2 separate regions of the Mus musculus genome follow, and region 1 is linked to region 2. The links are chromatin contacts, called in public ChIA-PET maps. All regions are on one chromosome and are shown on one strand. Each heading gives the region's core, a stretch centred on a gene start, on an enhancer-like site or on the middle of the called end of the contact. The rest is flanking DNA. Distances are from core to core; before and after follow the strand shown. Region 1 overlaps Lmtk3 (lemur tyrosine kinase 3). Region 2 overlaps Nosip (nitric oxide synthase interacting protein).

Region 1 (2,700 bases), core at 85-2,584, 730 kb after region 2:
CAGGGCTGAACTGCTGCTGCCCTTGGCAGGAGGGGTGTGGCCAGAGCGTGTGTGACTGGCTCTTAGAGGTGGCTCAGATTTGGGGCTCCCCCCACCCCCCGAGCTGGAGAACGTGAAGGACTCGGTTCCAGGCAGAGGGAATGGCATATATAAATGTTGAGTTAGGGGGCAAAAATAGAGAGTCCTGAATGCGGCGGGCTCAGAATGGAGAGAACAGCGGGGCGCGGTGCTGTGGAAGAAGCTTGTTGCTCTGGGTGCTGAGAGCATGCATTGCAGTGGGGAGGGGTCTCTCCCACTGTGCGCACAGAAAGGCCTCAGGAGCCCCCCAGCATACAGCTGTGGGCAGAGCCTGACTCTGTGTCAGGCTGTGTGCGGGGCTGGAGCTCACCTGTCTTCTCCCCTTGCAGCCAAACTCTCCCGGCTCTCGCTGGCGCTCCCACCGCTCACGCTCACGCCGTTCCCGGGCCCGGGCCCGCGGCGGCCACCTTGGGAGGGCGCGGACGCAGGGGCAGCTGGCGGGGAGGCCGGCGGGGCGGGGGCGCCGGGGCCAGCGGAGGAGGACGGGGAGGACGAGGACGAGGACGAGGAGGACGAGGAGGCAGCGGGCTCTCGGGATCCCGGGAGGACGCGGGAAGCCCCAGTGCCCGTCGTGGTGAGCAGCGCCGACGGGGACACGGTCCGCCCGCTGCGGGGGCTGCTCAAGTCTCCACGCGCGGCCGACGAGCCAGAGGACAGCGAGCTGGAGAGGAAGCGCAAGATGGTCTCCTTCCACGGGGACGTGACCGTCTACCTCTTCGACCAGGTGAGGGGGCTACACTTAGTGCACGTAGCACCCGGACTGCAGGGAGATGGACCTCCGGGTGGTCCAGGTGAAGGGGGCGGGCCCAGAGGGATTTACGTGTTCTAGTGCCCTGGGTAGCCGGCTCAGTGGGTGGAGCCTGGAAGGAAGTGGCGGCAAGTGGGCGGGGCCTGGGGCAGCGGCCGGGGTGGGGGTGGGGGGCACTGGACGGGGTGAACGGGCATAGCAGGAGTAGAACCAGGAATGGGATAGGGGCTTTTGCTACGAAAGGGCCGGGAAATCAAGGAGAGACCCGAGGAGTGTTGGTGGGTTTAGAAGGCTGTCAGGTAGAAGAAGCCTAGACAGGCTAGGAATAAAATTAGAGACTACTCAAGAGAATGGTTGCAGAGCCTGGGTCTGCTGAGGGCGAAACCTAGTGCTTTGGGGCCTGGTTTTATCGACAACAATCTTGTGGAGTTGACTCTAATATGTGCCTATGTATATTCTTGAGTGGGGGTGTCCCCAATAAGCTTCAAAAGCTTTGCGTGGCCCTGTCAGTGGGTGGAGGGAGGTGTTTGATGTGGGTGCTGGGCAGCAAACTCTGGTAGGCAGGAAAAGGCCTACACCTTAGCCTCTAAGCATCTCCAGCCTCCCGGGGCTGGGCTTTAAGTGGGGCGGATCTCATCACGTGGAGCTTTAATATGGAGTGAGTTTGGCTTGGTCGCCTAGATCAGTAATCTTTGCTCTCAGGAGGCAGAGTCGAGACAATCTATAATTAATGTAATCTGAATAGTTCAGGGCAGCTAGAGCTACATACCGAAACTCTGTCTCAAACAGACAAATAATCAACTTACCAAAGTCATCTGGACCTGAAATCCCCATATTTAAAAAAAAAAAAAGAGGTTTATTGCCTGAGCCTTGCTATGTAAACCTGGGGTGAGACTGTTTGAGGCCAGGTTGTGAGATAGTTGAAAACAGGGTCAGGTGCAGTGTTCAGAGTCATGAGACCAAAGGATTCCAAAATGGGATGGGACTTTTTTTTTTTTTTTTTTTTTGAGACAGGGTTTCTCTGTATAGCCCTGGCTATCCTGGAACTCACTTTGTAGACCAGGCTGGCCTCGAACTCAGAAATCCGCCTGCCTCTGCCTCCCAAATGCTGGGATTAAAGGCGTGCGCTACCACTGCCTGGCCCAAATGGGACTTTTCAATTTTGTTTGTTTGTTTGAGACAGGATTTCTTTGTATAGCTCTGGCTGTCCTGGAACTTTGTAGAGAAGGGTGGCCTAGAACTCGGAGACCCATGTGCATCTTGGTTTCTCTGTATAACCCTAACTGTCCTGGAACTCACTTTGTACACCAGGCTGGTCTCAAACTTAAGAGACCCACCTGACCCTGTCTCCTGAGCGCTGGAATTAAGGGGGTCCCCACCTTGCCAGACTCAAGGTGGGACTTTGAGAGTTTGAGTGGGACTGGGATAATTGTCCCTTGGTGCGTGGCTGGAGTTAGAGGTTGGGAGGCTACAGGACCAGGCTGTTAGCTCCAAGACATAGGTTTGGATCTCTGCCGCCAAGATCTTGGAGGTGGTGCTGCGGGGTTTAGAACAGCGTCTTGCTCGCTGAATTTAGGAATTCCTGAGCTGGGTGGGGCTTTATAGTTAGGTAAGGAACAAAGACCAGGGTGAGATTAGAGCTTGTAGGAACTTTTGAAGGCAGATGAAAGTTCCATTAACTTCTCCATACAATACATCAGCAATTACAAAATGGGGTACTGAAAGCCCCAGCAATATCGTTGGGTTTTATTTAATTATTGAGATGCCGTGGTTGGGTGTGACAATACGTTTCCTATTCTTTTTCTCTTGTTTTCACAGGAGACTCCAACCAACGAGTTGAGCGTCCAGGGCACCCCCGAGGGGGACACGGAGCC
Region 2 (2,700 bases), core at 144-2,643:
GACTACACTCCGTAGATGAAGCTGGCCTTGAATTTTTGACCCTCTGCCTCAGAACCCTCTCAGGTAGCTGGGGTGACAGACACAAGACACCAGATCTTGATTTTTTTTTTTAAAGATTTATTTTTTATGTGCATTTGTGTTTCCTGTGTGTATATCTGTATGAGGGTACCAGATCCCCTGAAACTGGAGTTACAGACAGTTGTGAGCTCTCACGTGGGTACTGGGAATTGAACCCTGGTCAGCAGGTCCTCTGGAAGAGCAGCCAGTGCTCTTAACTGCTGAGCCGAGCCATTATTTTTCCAGCCTCCAGATCTGAATTTTTATTTCTTGTTGTGCTCTGCTAGAATTCTGTGTACCACTGTGCTATAATGCTTGTTTTGAAGATGCAAGTTCCTTTCCATGCCCGTGAAACGGGAACTTCATCTTGACTTAAAAGAAGAGCTAAGGGAGTCAGAGCCTGGAGACAGTGTTTGCCTGAGATAGCCCCATTCCCCTCCCTGTAGGGAACCACACTCACCCACACATGGAAGTGGAACAGCTCTTCTCCACCTGTGGGTCACTTGTCTGTGGAGCCATGACACACATTGTTCCACAGCCCCTGTGGTTGCCTAAGTATGCAGAATTTCAAAATTAGGGCCAGGCCTGGTGGTCACCATTCCAATTCCAGTAGAGGTCAGCTTTCAAGAATCTCCTTCTCTTCTTCCACCATGTGGGTACCTGGTATGGATCTTAGGTCGTCAAGCTTTATGGCAAGCCCCTTTAGGCCCTGAGTCACTCCCTTCCGTTGTTTGTTTCTTTGTTGAGACTGTTTTACCATGTAGCCATGGCTGGCCAAAACCTCTCTATGTAAAGATTATGAGTGTTTTGCAGAGGTGGTGTGTGTGTGTGTGTGTGTGTGTGTGTGTGTGTGGTCTCTAGAGCTCATGTACTTAATGTCTCTGGAGGTCAGAGAGGGCATTGCATACCCTGGAATTAGAGTTATAGATGGTTGTGAGCCACCATGTCAGTGCTGGAAGTTGAGTCCAGGTCCTCTGTAGAAGCAACAAGTGTGGGGATGAAGAGGACTCCTCCGGTTCTCTTTCAGAGGACTGGGGTTCAATTCCCAACACCCACATGGCAGCTCTCAATGTCTGTAACTGCGATTCCAGGGGATCCAATACCCTCACCCCCATCCTCTGGCCTCCTTGGCACCAGGCACACATGTTGTGTATAGACATCCATGCAGGCACAGCTGTAGTCCTAGCTGGCCTGAAATGCACCGGGTGCTTTGATAAGAGGCTGTGGTCTTCTATTGGTTAGATTGTCTTCTCTTTCTGTCTAGAGCTGACATTTCTCAGCTGGAGGTGGCTAGCTCAGCTGGTCCTTGCTTGGTGACAGTCACAGGAAACCCTGTGGTGAAGGTGTGAAGAAAAACTGTCTGTAACTGCAGTTCCAGGGGACCTGGCCTCTGCAGGCACCAGACACACATGAGGGGCACAAACATACATGCAGGCAAAACTCCCACGCACATCAAAATAAATCTTTTTTTTTAAAGATTTATTTATTTTTATGCATGTGAATATACTGTTACTGTCTTCATGCACACCAGAAGAGGGCATCAGATCCCAATGCAGATGGTTATGAGCCACCATGTGGTTGCTGGGGATTGAACTCAGGACCTCTGGAAGAGCAGTCAGTGCTCTTAATCACTGAGCCATCTCTCCAGTTGGCTCCAAAGTTAAATACACCGGGCTTGGTGCTACCCACCTGTCTTGTCTAGGACTCCAGAGGTGGATGCAGGAGGATAAGACGTTCAAGGCTATCCTCCTTGAGAGGATAAGCTTAAGAGGCCAGCCTAGCCTTTTTGAGACCTGTTGCGGAAACCATTGGGTGTAGCACTATTGACTGATTGGTCCTTGCAGTCAGACCCCTGCAGCATACATGTAGAGAGCGGACAATTCTTCCATGGCACAGGAGATTGAACTCAGGTTATAGGGTTTGTAAGGCAAGCAAGCATCTTCACCCTGAGCCATCTCACGGGCCCACCTTTGGGTTTTCTGAGACAGGGTCTTTCTCAGTTCTTACTGATCTAGAACCCAATATAGAACCTCCTGCCTCAGGCTTCTGTGTCCTGGGATTGCAGGTGTGGGCCACCACATCTAGGGTCCCTAGTTCATCTCTTCCTGGCGCACACACAGGGAGCAACAGAGTGTAACTGGCCCAGGGCTTCCAACTTTTCATCTGTCAGCACACTCAGATAGAGGGAGGGAGAGAGGATTCCACCCCTTTGGGCCCTGCCTACCGCTTGCGCACTGCAGAAAGCCTCATTCTCAGACCTTATGGGTTTGGTTTCTGTGTGCTTGGTTTCCTTGCAGTGTCGTGGTTGACCAGGCCTTGTGTGCTAGGCAAGTGCTCTGTTAGTGCAAGAGCTCTGCCTCAGCTCTCGGCTCGAGTTTGTGATGTCTCACTAAGTTACTTAGGCCAGGACACTAAGTACCAGGCCTGCCTTTGTTTCTTTTCTTTTCTTTTTCTTTTTTTCTTTTTTTTTTTTTAATAAGAACATGATACTAGGTTTTATTTATTTATTAAGATTTATTTATTTATTATACGTAAGTACACTGTAGCTGGAAGAGCAGTGACTGCTGGAAGAGCAGTCAGTGCTCTTAATTGCTGAGCCATCTCTCCAACCCCCTGTTTCTTTTTAAATAAGCAGTTTATTAC

The links. ChIA-PET counts read pairs in DNA pulled down with a chosen protein or histone mark.
Region 1: a contact with region 2 is called in an RNA polymerase II ChIA-PET map of effector CD8 T cells, with 6 read pairs. The contact joins two enhancer-like sites. A contact is called at or near these places in 3 of 39 promoter capture datasets (liver and pre-B cells) and 2 of 115 datasets of contacts at active chromatin or transcription factors (effector CD8 T cells and pancreatic cancer cells).

What each region holds. Positions count from the first base shown.
Region 1 is chr7:45,797,792-45,800,491 of GRCm38.p6, forward strand. Lmtk3 (lemur tyrosine kinase 3) reads left to right here. Exons shown (of 15, transcript NM_001290990.2): 12 at 408-802; 13 at 2,645-2,700. Among named protein-coding and RNA genes, the nearest start is that of Lmtk3, 14 kb to the left of the region's middle. Within about 2 kb of position 1,335, at least 130 of the 459 cell types and tissues checked have an H3K27ac peak or open chromatin away from gene starts, as enhancers often do. A contact at or near this core is called in effector CD8 T cells and pancreatic cancer cells, where this site is marked.
Region 2 is chr7:45,068,513-45,071,212 of GRCm38.p6, forward strand. All of the region lies in intron 1 of Nosip (nitric oxide synthase interacting protein), which reads left to right. Among named protein-coding and RNA genes, the nearest start is that of Nosip, 7.4 kb to the left of the region's middle. Within about 2 kb of position 1,394, at least 45 of the 459 cell types and tissues checked have an H3K27ac peak or open chromatin away from gene starts, as enhancers often do. A contact at or near this core is called in effector CD8 T cells and pancreatic cancer cells, where this site is marked.